Linked DNA regions of Zea mays: region 2 is linked to region 1. The links are chromatin contacts, called in public Hi-C maps. All regions are on one chromosome and are shown on one strand. Each heading gives the region's core, a stretch centred on a gene start, on an enhancer-like site or on the middle of the called end of the contact. The rest is flanking DNA. Distances are from core to core; before and after follow the strand shown.

The links. Hi-C and Micro-C count contacts between places; a contact is called where the count stands out from the background.
Region 2: a Hi-C map of endosperm shows a contact between it and region 1, with 2.7 times the contacts expected there. The contact joins the promoter of LOC103632029 here to the enhancer-like site in region 1. A contact is called at or near these places in 2 of 25 Hi-C or Micro-C datasets (endosperm and tassel).

What each region holds. Positions count from the first base shown.
Region 1 is chr1:21,047,008-21,054,236 of Zm-B73-REFERENCE-NAM-5.0, reverse strand. LOC103631953 (methionine--tRNA ligase, chloroplastic/mitochondrial) reads right to left here. Exons shown (of 12, transcript XM_008653808.3): 7 at 5,941-6,039; 8 at 4,955-5,135; 9 at 4,683-4,798; 10 at 4,152-4,307; 11 at 3,539-3,667; 12 at 2,835-3,374. The coding sequence ends at 3,213. Among protein-coding and RNA genes, the nearest start is that of LOC103631953, 13 kb to the right of the region's middle. Within about 2 kb of position 2,501, at least 20 of the 20 cell types and tissues checked have an H3K27ac peak or open chromatin away from gene starts, as enhancers often do. A contact at or near this core is called in endosperm and tassel, where this site is marked.
Region 2 is chr1:21,618,159-21,625,387 of Zm-B73-REFERENCE-NAM-5.0, reverse strand. LOC103632029 (Syntaxin/t-SNARE family protein) reads right to left here and starts at 4,231. Exons shown (of 5, transcript XM_008653883.4): 1 at 3,749-4,231; 2 at 3,450-3,585; 3 at 2,309-2,962; 4 at 2,018-2,201; 5 at 754-1,601. The coding sequence starts at 3,825. The coding sequence ends at 1,573. LOC100274167 (putative RING zinc finger domain superfamily protein) reads left to right here. Exons shown (of 2, transcript NM_001148542.1): 2 at 1-36.

The DNA.
Region 1 (7,229 bases), core at 1,252-3,751:
CCGGTTGAACCGGTTTCAGGTCCGGTTGATCCGGTTTCAAGGGATGAAAAACAACTTTTGAATATTTTGAAGAGAACAAAGGTGGAACTCTTGTGGGAAGTAAAAATGGTTTTTCTCAAAGGCATTCATGATCTGGAAAAGTGTTCTCGAAGATGATTTCAAAGGATTTTGAACTTAGCTCATTGCATAACTTACTTAACCATTGCGGATCCCTCTTGATTGAATGGTGATTCCTACAACTCAAGAATTATAAATGAACATTGCCGTTGTTTACAAGCACTTGGAGCACGCCATTTGATGTAGAATTTTAAATCCGTTGTGCTTTACATTTTTTATGCTCATAAGATCTGTGCTTCTCCTGTCTGTAGAATTATTGTGTACATGCTAGGAGCAAACTTGTTAGAATCTCTGTTTGTTTTGTCATTTAATCACCAAAACCCTCAATTAGGGTTGATTGCACTTACATGCGGAAACTGCCATTCCGTGAAGAGGGGACCTCGGGCAAGATGAGGATTTCCTGAATGCTGCCCTCGCTCGAGGACAGGCACAAGGCGAGGCGGAGTTTTGAGCGACCGCCGAGCGCGGTCTCGGGCGAATCATGGCTCATCCTTTCTTGACCTCGGGGAATGTTCCTTATGATTTTTTGGTAGTTAGGTGTTAGGCGTGTTTAGGGGCATGATCTGGTTACCCTTAATTACGATACCTGACAATAGCCCCGAGCCTTCAAGGAAGTGTTGGCACTTACTTGGGGGTTCTTCTGTCTCGTGCAGGTATGTTGCTTAACCCTTTGAAAGGTGGTAGACTTATTTCTGATGGGTGCGCGCGAGCGCACCCGTCAGGTGTAGCCCTCGAGGCTCGAAGGAGTGGTTCACTCCTTCAAAGTCTTTATATTTCCCTCTATAGATATCGTTGACTTGTCCTTTGTTCGTCACCTGACCATAGTGTGGGTGCAAAGGCAACCCCCAAGTCTCTGCATTGGGTTGCTGGTGCTTCCAACAATCCTGCCGCAGCATGGGTGCAAGGGCAGCCCCCGAGCCTCTGCACAGGGCGAGAGGATGATCGGAAACGCCTTGACTTTTTAATGATATGCCTCTTCGTCGCCTTTCCACAAGGAGGAAGAGGGGGAAAGCGCCATGCTACCCTCGGTGGGCAACGAGCATGTCGTCTCCGATGAGCTGGTAACGAGTAATTCGAGCGAAGGCTCGAGTCTCGTTTGATAGCGGTCGTCTAGTGGTCCGGAGATGCGCCTCAAAGTACCTGCGAGTGATTCTCTGGTCTCGGACCTGTTCGATGGGGTTCGAGGGCTCGATGCCTCCCTCTGAATGGGATACCGTCACAAATCGTTCCTGGAGGTATCAGATATGTCTTAGTGTACCTCGGCATTGTAGCCCGAGCCTTGGCCATGTATGAGCTTACCCATAGTTATCCCTGACTCTATGCTCTGGGGCGATTGTCGAACCCTACCGAGGGGTCAACCTACGAACCCATGATCAGTAAAGGGCTCGGAGCCCATAATGTGCTCTAGGGTGATACAGTTTAGTAAACTCGTACATACTTAAAGCATGTACAATCCTATTTAATATGTGGTCTTTTGAGGGGTCTTTAAAAGTTTATTTGAAAAAAAAATATAAGAGACATGCTCTTTGTGAAGAGCTCGTCTTTTTACGACTCTCATACATGTTGTCTTTTAGCTGTATTTATGATCTAATGTCTCAAAGTTATATTATATAGTCTATTAATTGTCTCTTATACTTAGAAAAACCAAACAACCCTCAACATCAATAAGCTCTCATCACAAACTAAACAAGAAAGCTTGAAAAACATTGGCGGGAGAGTAGTAGGCACGCTAGAGTCTAGACAAGAAGAGTGTCGTACTCAAAATCAGTAAGCTTCCCGTATTCTAGATTTTTTTTAGTTTTGAAAAATGTTTTTTACTTTAAAATGATGTCTACATGTGGCTAAAGACTATCAATACCGATCAATTTAGATCGATATCACCGATTCGCCAGTGCATGGATTCATATCGATCAATCAATATCGATCGGTTCAACTACAACGCAATTCATATCGAATGATTCGTAAACTAACCAACCAACGGACCGAATCGATCAAGGTCGGAGTAAAACCAGTAGACCCCTGTCGTCGGCTCATGTACGTTAGGGGATCCGTTTCAACCGTCCTTAGATCCAACATCATACAAAATACGGTATTGTTTGCTAGCGGAAAATTAAAGTAAACGCCGGACCTGGGTATGACAGGGTGAGCGTGCCCAAAAGCTGGGAGAGCGCTGCCTAGCCTTTTGGTTGCCTCAAAAGGAGGAGCGCCCCGTGCTGTCGTCTCATGGAGTAGTCAAAAGAAAATAAAGAAAGGAATGCGAAGCTGACACTACGGCTGTACCTGTACGCGCAGCGGTGGACATCGGCGGCTGTGCGAGTGTGCGTGCAGGAGTGGCCCGTGCTGTACTGCTGTGAGGCCGCAACGGCAGCATGTGCCTCCGGAACGAGACTGGGGACCGCTCCCGCGCCTTATTGCCTCAAGTCTAGGCACACTGTAGACACCTAGACGGACGGCTCCAGTGGGATCGGACGGAACAGATCCGAGCAAAAACCCCATACCGTTACTGCCGTGCCGTGTGGACAGTTCGAACCCATCATCGCCGCCCAGTTCGAACCCATCATCGCCGCCAACTTGTCAGCTTTCCAACTTCCGTGCGATGCGGTTGCAATCCCCGCGCAAACTCTCCGTCGACCGTCTAGACTCTAAAATTTAAAATCTTAAATTCACGCCTTAAAATTTTAGCAAAGTCGATTAAACATTTATTTGCAACAACTCCATATAACAACCAGCTACTGTGTTATTAGTTCATAAAAATCAGCATGTCTCCAAACATTAGAAACAAGTCAAGTCCAAAGATATCTAATGGACATTGGGTTTTTTTAAGTTGCTCTCCACCTTATCCAAAACAACAAATATCCAATTAGATTTTGGATGATCCAAATCCGCTGCTAGCTCTACTCGCAATTATCCTAGCTCTCTCTCTGACAGAGCATCAGAATCAATAGTGGTCTTTTTTTGGCTATCTACATGATACAATGTGACACGTTAGCAAAGAACAAATTTCAGGAACAGATAGGCTAAAGATTTTTTTCCAAAAAAAAGAGAAGATGAAATATTCTCCTTTTAACGATGCTGATACACTGTTCCAACAGAAACTATGCCTCCACAAGTCCTTTCCTGCGTGCTTTCTTCCCACCTTTTGCTGCTTTTGAACTTGTTTGGGCTTCCTCTTCCACCTCGGTTTCTATCCTTGCAAATACTGGCTTTGGCTCCGACATTACCTGGCCTGCTTTAAGGCCTCCCCATTTCGTATCCTCCTAATGACATAACTGAAAATGATTACATGCTCTGGAAAATACTGAGGCTGATCCATATAAGATTGAAGACTGCATTTCCTGATGATGCCTGATTGTATTTTTGAGGATGAACATATATAAATAAGAACGGAATCATACAGCATGTCTATGATACAAGAACATACCCATCTCAACACCCTAAACTGGTCTTCTGTGAAACCAAGCTGTGTGTAAATCCTCAGAGAAAGGCTTGGAGTGATAGGAGATAGTGTGATTGCAATTATCCTCATTGTCTCTAAAATAAGTACGAGATCCTGTAGATAAGTGGGGACATAATAAGCAATGTAGTCATATCACAAAACTACAGAAGCGGGGTGCAGTTTCTTTATGTATCATAGCTTGCCAAACACCATCTGAAATATCAATCATTTATGGTTCCATCCATATATTTCACAACAACGGAACAAGTTTTGTACAGTTAATAAGTAGCTTCATGCGTCATATACATCAGACAAATCATTGATCATTAAAAAAGGCCTTAAGATATATTGTCAGCACATATAAGTTTTTTTTTTGCTGATGTTAGATATCACAGAGAGTGTACCAGTAAGTAATGTGAAAATAAGAGCTAGGATTCTGTTTTGAAGCTCCAACTCCAAGGGAGGCCACTTCCATAGGCTACAAACTGATTAGATGTTTTGACTTTTCAAATTCGAACTTTCAGCATTTAAAATTTGGCAAATACATATGAAACATAGGTGAAAAGGTGAGAGTAAAAAACAGTTTTTACGTGTTTACCTTTGCAGCCTTTTCAGCACTCTCACCCCCTTGCTTAAAACAGGACCATGGTGCTTGCTCATCGATGTACAAGTTTCCAAGATCACCAATCTCTAAAACAGTTTCACATGCTGATGACAGTAAAAGATTTTCATATTGGTGTTTTGCCTTGTCCACCTGTAAAAACAATTTTCATGGTGACTCGAACAGAGACACAACAAGGCATGTGAATTTGTGGGTACTTAGGCAGGCTAAGCAGACCTTGGCCTAAAACATCCAAATGTATCATAGTTTCATGAATTCAAACACAATGGACCCACCACATCATTGACAACACTTGTTGACAGAGTAAAAAAACAAATTCACTGTTGTAGACCTTATATATTCTATGTCTTTTAACTCCTTATGCAGTTGGTTACACACATACTAGCCTAGTAGACTGCCAGTTCAATAAAAAACCCATGGTTCAATAAAAAACCCATGGTTTATAATTAAATCCTTTACCCTCCACTCCTCTTACCATAGTTGAAGATACCATGAAAATCTACTTACCAGATTTTCTATCTTATTTCTGAACAAACCTCCATCTGCGGCAGCAATTGAATCAAAAGCTAGTACGGATTTACAGTTCTTTTTTAGTAGCCCAAGTGTACGATTAAGGAGGTTTCCTGTTCAAGACAGTGAGATAGTTATTAACACATAAAGATGCATAGGCAGAAACAAGGAGCACCAAGTGAAGAAAGAAGGAAAATGGCATAACAATTTCAGCACACATGAATTGTATATACATGTTTCAGAAACAAAGGTAATTTAAGTAGAAATACCAATTGTATTAGCAAGATGAGCATTCACTATATTGATAAAGCGTTCTTCTGAATAGTCCCCATCATTGCCAAATTCTACTTCCCGCAAGAAGAAATACCTAACAGCATCAGCACCAAATCTTTCTACCAGATCTTTTGGTTCAAGTGTGTTGCCTAGTGACTTTCCCATCTTCATGCCATCCTAGAATTTTCAAAATAGAAATCATTGGTGCATGAAATAAAAGCGACTTGCGGAGATAAAACATAAAAGGTGACTGGGAATCTACATGCATTTGTTGCTCACCAAGATAACCTAGACAGACATTTTATTTCCAAAAGAGGTAAAAGACAAAATTGTAACAGATAGAAGGGTGTGTAAGAATATATAAGGTTTAGGTTCTTCGAAGAACATAGAAGGTTTAGAAATAAGAACTCAGAATCAATGAAACGTGTGCCAAAAGGTCAGCCATTTTCTATGAGTTACAATACCAGTACCATTCACAGTAGGGTATAGTTACCATCACAAAAAGTTCACATTATAAGATTGAGATCTGAAGGAAAATATTAATCCAGGTTCCATGAATAAATACTAAAAAACGAGGCATCAAATTGCTTCATGCTACTAAAATTTAAATTTCAATGTGCCAAGCTAAAGAGCTAAGGCAGGAACAGTGATTTATAATTAAGATATTATGCTACCAAAAAATCAAAATAGGACAGGCTAAAGAGGTAAGGTAAGAACAGTGATGGATAAGTACGGCACTATGCTACACAAAGAAACTAATCATTCAGCAACCTAAATCCAAATATTTTAATGGGAACATTTATAGATAATAGCAGGAAATTCAGTTTAAAGAAATATATCATTCTCACATTGTTATGCTCTCTTTTTTTAGATATAATAACGATTGCTACTGCCCTCATTATTTTTACTTATGGTAGAGTGCCATACTATCATCAGGGATGTAGAAGTGGAAACAAGTACACTTGTAAATAAGTAAGATCACCTTAGTCAAGAATCCATGACCAAAAACTGTATCAGGAACACTTAAACCTGCTGACATTAACATGGCTGGCCAATAAACTGCATGAAACCGTAATATGTCCTGAGACAAACGCACAAAAAGTCAGCACATATTAAAAAAATCAGAAATCCATATAATATTTTTCTCTTGCCAAATCAACATTGGTATGTTAGCATTGGCCACTTTGCCTTTCACAATTGTTGGGGGAAGGATGGGGCGGGCACTAATAAAATACTGTGTATCTAAAGAGTTGATATTGGTAACTTGGTATTAACGGGTGTTGGAATCCAAACAAAAGACCACTCCTTAGGCTTTGTTTGGGTACTCTAGTATTGACCCCAATCCACATGTGTTGAGATGGATTGGGGTGTAAATTAATTTAAGTTACACCCCAATTCACCTCAATACATGTGGATTGGGGTCAATACTAGAGTACCCAAACTAGCCCTCAAGTTGAATTTTGTTTTTTAAAAAAATCAAACCTTGAACTTTTGGCCCACAGTTAGTAAGCATGTTTAGTGTAATTGAAACAGTCAAAGCTTTGAAATGGCATGACCGTGTAGCAATTCACAAAATGGTGAAGTAAAAATTAAAGATCAAATTGGCTGCAGGGTAAAAGCATCTCGACCATTGCCCCTAGTCTGCACTCTATAATCCCAAAGAGGATAGCAAAAAGGAGAACAGTCCATGAGGCATTGTTAAACAGAAGATGGATATCTGACATTAGAGGTAGTCTCACTGTTGGAGTTTTGGCGGATTATTTAAAGCTCTGGGATTGTCTCTCCGAAATTGAGCTTCACCCCCTCACTGAAGACAGGCATATCTTTAGTGTAGCCCCAGATGGAAAGTATTCAGCTAAAACAGCTTACAAGGGCCTCTTCCTGGGTTCCTGCTCATTTGGCCACTATAAGCGGGTTTGGAAAACTTGGGCTCCAGCAAAATGTCGTTTCTTCCTCTGGCTGGTGGCTCATAACAGGTGCTGGACTGCTGACAGATTGGAAAAAAGGGGGCTCATTCATCCAAGCACCTGTCCATTATGTGACCAAGAACCTGAATCCATTAACCACCTACTGGTCTCATGTGTGTTTGCAAGGAGCTTCTGGTATAATCTGCTTAGAAAATTTGGGTTGGATAACCTTGCTCCCCAGCCGGGCCTAACATCCTTTTTGGAATGGTGGGAGACAGCTTCTGAAACAGTTCATGGAATGATCAAGAACGGATTGAGCTCTCTGATCTCTTTGGGGGCCTGGATGATCTGGAATCACCGTAAT
Region 2 (7,229 bases), core at 2,982-5,481, 570 kb before region 1:
TAATGATAATGTTCTGATGTCTGAATTTCAGTTGTTACTGCATGCTTCTTGTTATGTAGGGCGAGGAACATGACTTCGCTATGATGCGGTTAAAAATGCTCTGCAAAATACTAGGCTGAAGGAGTCAATGTCAGTGTCACCAGCTTTTACATTTCTCTCTCTGAGCTGATTTCTTCCAAAAGCATCATCATTATTATTATTTTTTTCGAAAAACACTCTGAACTTATTTCTTATCCCTTTTTACATGAGATATGGAATTTGAAGCATTCAGTCGAGATCGATCTGTCCAACGCTACTACGCTAGCAGTTGGTCTGTTCTCGTCAACAAGCCGTCGCCTTGCCAATCGCTGTCGCTTCACCATGACAACATCGGCACATGGCGACGTGTCGGAGGGTTTGAGAGGCTCCAGCCCATTGTTCCGCGGCCTGAGCTTGATCTTGCTCGAGAGTCGTGAACCCTCGGGAGCTCAACATTTGCCGATCGCAAGGGGGTCAAGCAATGGGGTACGGTGGCTCCTACGGTCCTATCCTACCGGTGCTAGGGGAGAGCTTTGGTCCCGTGCTCCGCGGCTCCGCCAGCTGACGAGTGAGCTTCCTTTTGTTCGAGGCCATGCAGAAGCTGCCAGTTATTTATGCTACAGAAGCCGAATCATGATTTCTCATAAACACGAATCTGTAAGAGGACTCGACCAAAAATGGTTTCCTTCGGACTTCGGGGTTTGGAATACCAAAGATTGGTTGGGGGCTTTGACATTAGGATGCACAGTAAAGTGCTATAATCTTCACCGAATTTAGCCGTAATATGCAGGCTCAACACACACTGGCACCTTACAAGTCCAGCCGATTACTGCCGAGGGCTTCAACATTCTCCAATTTTAGTGTACAGGGTACAGACAAGGCTGCCAGGCACCTCATTCGGTTCTTGACAACACAAGCAGATACAGTAAAAGTAATTTTCTAGTGCCATTCACATTCCGATCAGAACCTATCCCCTATGGAGCTCTACAGTTCAGATGGCAACTCCTACAAAAAAAAAATGACACCCTTCTGTGTCAGGCAGTAAAAGCAATAGCATTGATGCATGATCACCACCCTTCCGTGTCAGGCGGTAAAAGCAATAGCGTTGATGTATGATACAAGTCTTGCAATTTCGGTTGCTAGCAGCATGATCGCCAGCCCACTGCACCACTAATTTATACTGGGCCATTGCATAGGTGCCACCCAGTCACCAACTCACCACGGAGGATTGAGTTCTCGAGGTGCATCAATTGTTCAAGGCACCATTCGGGAGCATATCCAAGTGTGGCGAAGCAACCGTGCTGCAAGGATTGTCCTGTAGATGTTCTTCCAAGGACGAGGCAGCCTGCCCTGAACATGTGGCAAGATAAGTGGCCCCAACCAGATCATTATACGTGATTTTGAACCTTGACTACCAAAATGGTCTACCATAGTTGCCTCATATGCATGCTTCAGGATCAAGTTGACCAAGAGTAACTTAACTGCCAGTGAATTTACCATACAAGCTGCTGATCTTGTGAGGCTAGAAATCCAATCATGAGCAAATAAATATAGTCACCAGATTGTCCTCACTATGCATACAACTGCAAAGTAAAGCAAATGGTAAATACATATGCAATGGAAAAATGCAAAGCTGTGCAACAGTTAAGGACAACTGAAAAAATAACAATGTCAGAAAGACAGTAAAATAGCTACACCGTATGTGCCAGTAACTCAGTATATTATTGAAAGAATAGTATATTCAGTATAGACAATCACACCAAGTGACAAGTCCATGACCAAGAAATATGAAACAAAAACAGTCCACAACAATTCCGTCAAGATTATTCACCAACAGCTCCAGTTAAGTAATAAACATGTTCAGACTGAACAAACTAATAGCACTTAAACAAGAATAGAAGATGCCAATTGGTATAGGTTACTCAGACTTCTACATATACTTTTTAGATTGGGACAAAGAACGAAATTTTAAAATAACAGACATGGTAAACAGACTTACTGATTACAAGGGCAGCAAGTGCCAAAACAATCAATTGAATATGATGCCCATATTGAATTTGGTACTGAGACCTTTGAAGTTGTCTACGAAGGGCTCCGAGCCAACCATGAAGTTTCTTATTGTATGTATGCTCATCACATGTACTTAAGCAACTCTTGTTCCTTTCAAAGCATTCCTCTAAGCCCTACAATGAGGAACAGCAATACAAAGGTTAGAGCACTAAGATAGAACCAGAGAGTGAAAGGGAGGGGGGACAAATAATCTTTGCATTATTTGATAAGATCCACTTACCTGACTCAACTGAGAAGTATTCAGAGGGATAGCCTCTTCAACATCCTGTTGGTTACTGCCTGCCCACCTAACAGCTCCATTTTTCCACTTCGTTCTAGTCTTAGATTGCAAGGTACTTGTCAAAGCACATGTTTTCACTATCTTATGCAAAGGCAATTTGTCTGAGCCATCAGATAACTGTTCTGTAGTTCCTTCACATTCATTAGGGATTGACATGCTCCATGAGCCTATATCAGCACTGGCACTAGCTGCTCTTCTGTGCCCACGATGCAAATCTTGCTTTGCTGTGCCTGAAATCAAATCCGTGGAACCAGCTGAATCCTTGGAGCTGTCAGTTGATATATCATTTTTCATCCTTGCTGCATTGCTGCCCACTTCAATGTCACCTGCTGAAGGAATTGTGACCACTTTGTCTTTCTGTTGAAAAGGACTGGCAGATAGAAAAGCTGCAAGGTCGTCCCTTTCATCCTCATCCAAGTGAACCCAGCTCAATGGCCCCCTCCCGTCCGCAAGATTGGATTCTTTCAAGTAGTTCTCGACCTCTAATATGCGATAGCCGATTGCTGTAACAAAATCATCATGCCTAGCCCTTGTGTCTTTTCCTGCTGACATAACCAGATCGTTCGATCTGACTGCCCGCGCCAGTTCATCAAGCTGGAAGAAGGATAAACCAACTCACAGAATGAGCTTTTGAACCGAAGATTCTTGTAGCAGTAATCTACTAATCTTCAAATTTTGCACTATAATTAGAAACATTTTTTTATAAAGGTTTAGGCCACATTACCCAACTAAGTACCATTATCACCTCAACCACATCCACATATACATGAACGTGCTTGTTTAAACGTCATGTCAATATGACAAATTCTTTTTAAAAAAAGGGGGGACGGGGAGCTGCCGAGTGAAGTACATATATATAAGAAAGGAGGATCCCAGAGGGAATATGGCAACTCATAAAAGCGAATCAAACACCATGCTAAGCTAGATTTTCAGTGACCGTTTAAGCAGGGAAAGTTTTTACACATCTGAGGGTCTATACCAATTACGCTATAAAACACTAGCGAATTTAGCAAGGGGACTACAGCAATCGGGACGTGCAATAATACAACCTCAAAATGAACGATAAGGGCGACCAACTCACCTGCCACTTGGCGGTACCAAGCGCCGTGTGCAGCTCGCGGCGAAGCTGCGCAGCTGTAGGGCCTCCAGTGACGCTTGCCGCCTCGGAATCGCCCCCGCTCCTCTCCTGCACCCATACCCGATAAACCGATTCCATCCTGCGTGGACGCAAACAAAGAACCGACAGAGGTCAGCACCGGATTCGCAATCGCAAACGGAGCAGAGCAAACCTAGGCCAACCCACCCAGAGAAGAGAGAGAGAGAGAGAGAGAGAGAGAGAACACGGAAAGAAATGGGGAGAAAAGAAAAGGGGCAACGCACCGATCGGCGGATTCCTGGACCTCCTCGGCGGCGAGGAAGAAGGGGTCCTTCTCCCAGCGGTCGAACGACGTCGCCATGAAGATCTCGCCCGCTTGCCGGATCGAAACCGAAAACCTCGAGCGGGAGGGAGGGAGGGAGGGAGAGAGAGATCGGATTTAGGATCTGCGGTTGGTGGCGCGGTGGGTGAGCGGCGTGCCTGGCTTTCCTCTTCTTTCCGCCAGCTCTTGCTCGCCGCTATTTCCTTCCTGGTGCTGGGCTGGTGGGGATGGTGGCTGCTGGCTGCCTAGCCTATTATTATTGCGTTGCGTTTGCGGGTGGGTCGGCGGGCGCGGGGGACGTGGTGGCGTGGCTATTCCTCTGCCGCGTAGGATGCCACTGGTAGCATCAGATTGGTTGGTTGCTATAGAAAATGCGCGTTCTCCGTATATGCTGGTGCTGTTCGAGGTGGAATCGATGCGGTTTACTTATCCATTTCTTTATGCCATTAGCTAGGGAATGTTTGATTGATTTTTATCGCCACGGCAACGGCAGTCTAACGCCACACGCTGGTGTTGGTAAAAGCGTGTCCGGGTGGATGCTGCTGTCGCATACGAACGAGAGAAAGCCGTGTGTGCGAATTGGCGTCGCGTCGGCTTTGCTTCTGGGTTGACGCCTTGGCGGCTTCTACTATGGCGACCTGTTGTTTAACGCGTCGGGAGACGGCGGCAGTCACACTAGTCAGACGATGTTCGTTTTTTTATCTACAACAGCGGTACAAACCCCCGTTACAGAGAGCTCCGTTTCTTGATTGGGGGCTCTAGCTTGTGTAAATATAGAGGTGACGCTCTTCTGATTCTATATAAATTAGTTGACATTTTATCATTTTGAGCCTTTAATTGATTGAATGTAATTTTTTTTGTAAAAGTTAAATCTAAAACTTTTTTTAGCCTCCAGCTATGCATCTCTAGCGGCCACCGCTTCTAAAAAACTACCTCCATTTTCGAATATTTATCGCTCGCTAGTTAATTTTTAAATTAAAACGTGACAAATAAAAAATAACATAGAAAGTACGTCGCAAAGCGAATGGGAAGAAAAGTTGCACTTGCACGAGATAAAAAATGCCCTTTCTGGAAGTGAGATATTTTTCTTTAAAAGATAAACAAGAGCACTGAAGATCATTAGTTTGGGGATACGATGGATGCAACAACTTTGATGATGTGGTTCCCTGGCCACTTAGGGCCAGACGTTTGAGATATTAAGATGGGTGCACCAGATCGGACTCATAACTGAGTTCTAAATAGGGCAACCTTTTTGATGGGGTGAATAGATGATGTCTAAAAATCACAACTTAAAATAAAATTGGATCTACATTAACGATAAGTGCAAAGCCAAGCTCCAAAAGAGTAGAAAGATGTGAGAAAAGTTCTTGCACTAGATATCCAACTTGATTTATGAATTAGTCCAATGGCAAAAGATCAAGTGTAGATTAAAAATTTAGAGTGGAGTGTAAGCACAAATTACAATAAGAATATAGCACACAAGACACAACAATTTTTTCATGGTTTAGTCAAGCCTCAACTGCTTGCCTACTACACGTTATGAAGTCTCAAAGGACGAGGGTCGCACTCAATCCCTCTCAAATAATCCAATGATCAACTTGAGCTCAAAGTCTTCCTTATCAAATACTTCTCCTCGCAAGGATCTCTACATATCAGAGTCTCTTGCATACACAAGTTCGATGGGAGCACAATCTCCAAGAACATCAAGAGAGAGAGAGAGAGGAGTAGAACACAACACAAGAGCAAAACACAACAACACAACACCAAGAACACTAGACTCAAAATATGTCTATTTCAACTCAAAAGGGTGCTAGGATCTCTCTAAAATCGAATGTTGGTATTGCACAAATGAATCAGAGTGATGTGTAGCTCTTGTGATGCATGGGTGCCAGTAGAGGTCGGCTAGGAACTCTATTTATAGCCTAAAGTCCTTTCATAGTCGTTGAAATTTCCTCCAAAAAACTGATTTGTGCAATCGCGCATCAGACCGGGAACATGAGCAAGCCTCTGGAATCTTGAATGGGCCCTTCCAATTCAGACTAGTACCGGACCAGTTCGGTCCACCACTGAATCGCCACGTGTTGCTCGACCGTTGAAGTAGCTATTACGCGCCCGAAGTAGTCGTTGCCGCGAGGTTCAGTGTACTGCCCGGCCACTCCTGTAGAGGGTTCGGTGATTTTTATAATAAAAATATCGAGACTGAGGAGTTCACGAACGGAGGGTCCAACACACCATCGGACTGGTCTGGTGCGCTTGGCCTACGAAGCCCTTAGTCTAGGTTCTCCACAAACTCGGTCTTGTGCATCATCGGACTGGTCCGATGAACCCTAAACAGCTGGTTGAAGTCCTTTTAGCCAAATGTTATTTAATTCGACTTGGCCTTTCTTGGGAACTATTCTATGACTTAGACAAACATAATTATGATATGTTTGACTTGCCTAAGTCATAAGTCCATACCTCTAGCTTATCTCCCTTTGAGTTTTTTTTATTTCTGCTCAAAACAAGTCCAAAATATGCACTTTCTCCAAGACTGAACCAAAGTGCTAAAGACATTGCAATAGGTGTGTGCGATTTATTCAAATGTCCAAGAACCATTGTTTTACCCATTTTCATAAAGTTGCACTTTCTCGCTTTGTTTGAGCATATCTAAACTTCACTCTACTCAATTTGCTTTGAATTGAACATATGCTCACAGACTTAGCAAATAGTTTGTCCAGTATGTTGTGATGGATATTAATCACCAAAACAGTATGAAAACTGGCTTATTTTCCAATTTTCCTTTCACTCATATCTAGTGGCACATGTCTAATGCATGTGCTACTTGAGCATCACAAACTTTCTTGTTTCAAACTGGATTTCATCTCAAACTTCACTTGGTTTTATAGGACTGCCTAGTACTAGATTCCATAAGTGTGCATCATACTCACTACTAGACTTGTCTATGTCAAGCTACCCATCTATACCCCTTTATAGTATGGCTAACGGGAAAAAATAAAGATCCCTCGTTAGAGCATCTCCAAGAGACTAGTTAAATGTCTCGCTAAGCTATCTGACTCTCTAAATTAGTTCTATCACTAGCTAAATTTAGCTAGCCACTTGACTAGCAAAACTAGATAGATAGTCTGTTGTAGTGAGGTGTTACATATAGAGTGTAATCTTTATGAAAAGGTATATAAAGAGTCAAATAAAGAACAAAAAATAAAGAGTTTTTTAGAGATACTCTTAATCCATGTATATACCAACTCTCTTGACACTTGGAATTAGTTGATTCTTGTTTTTCCTTTTAAAACCCAATAATTGATTTCTATTAAGAGGGGCACAAATACCATATGTCCAACAAATCATGATTTTTGTGACCTAACTTAATTTGATTCTATAACCTGTATGGCAGTCATAATAATATATTGTTGTTAATAGTCACTGAAACCCAATAACGGCCTGAA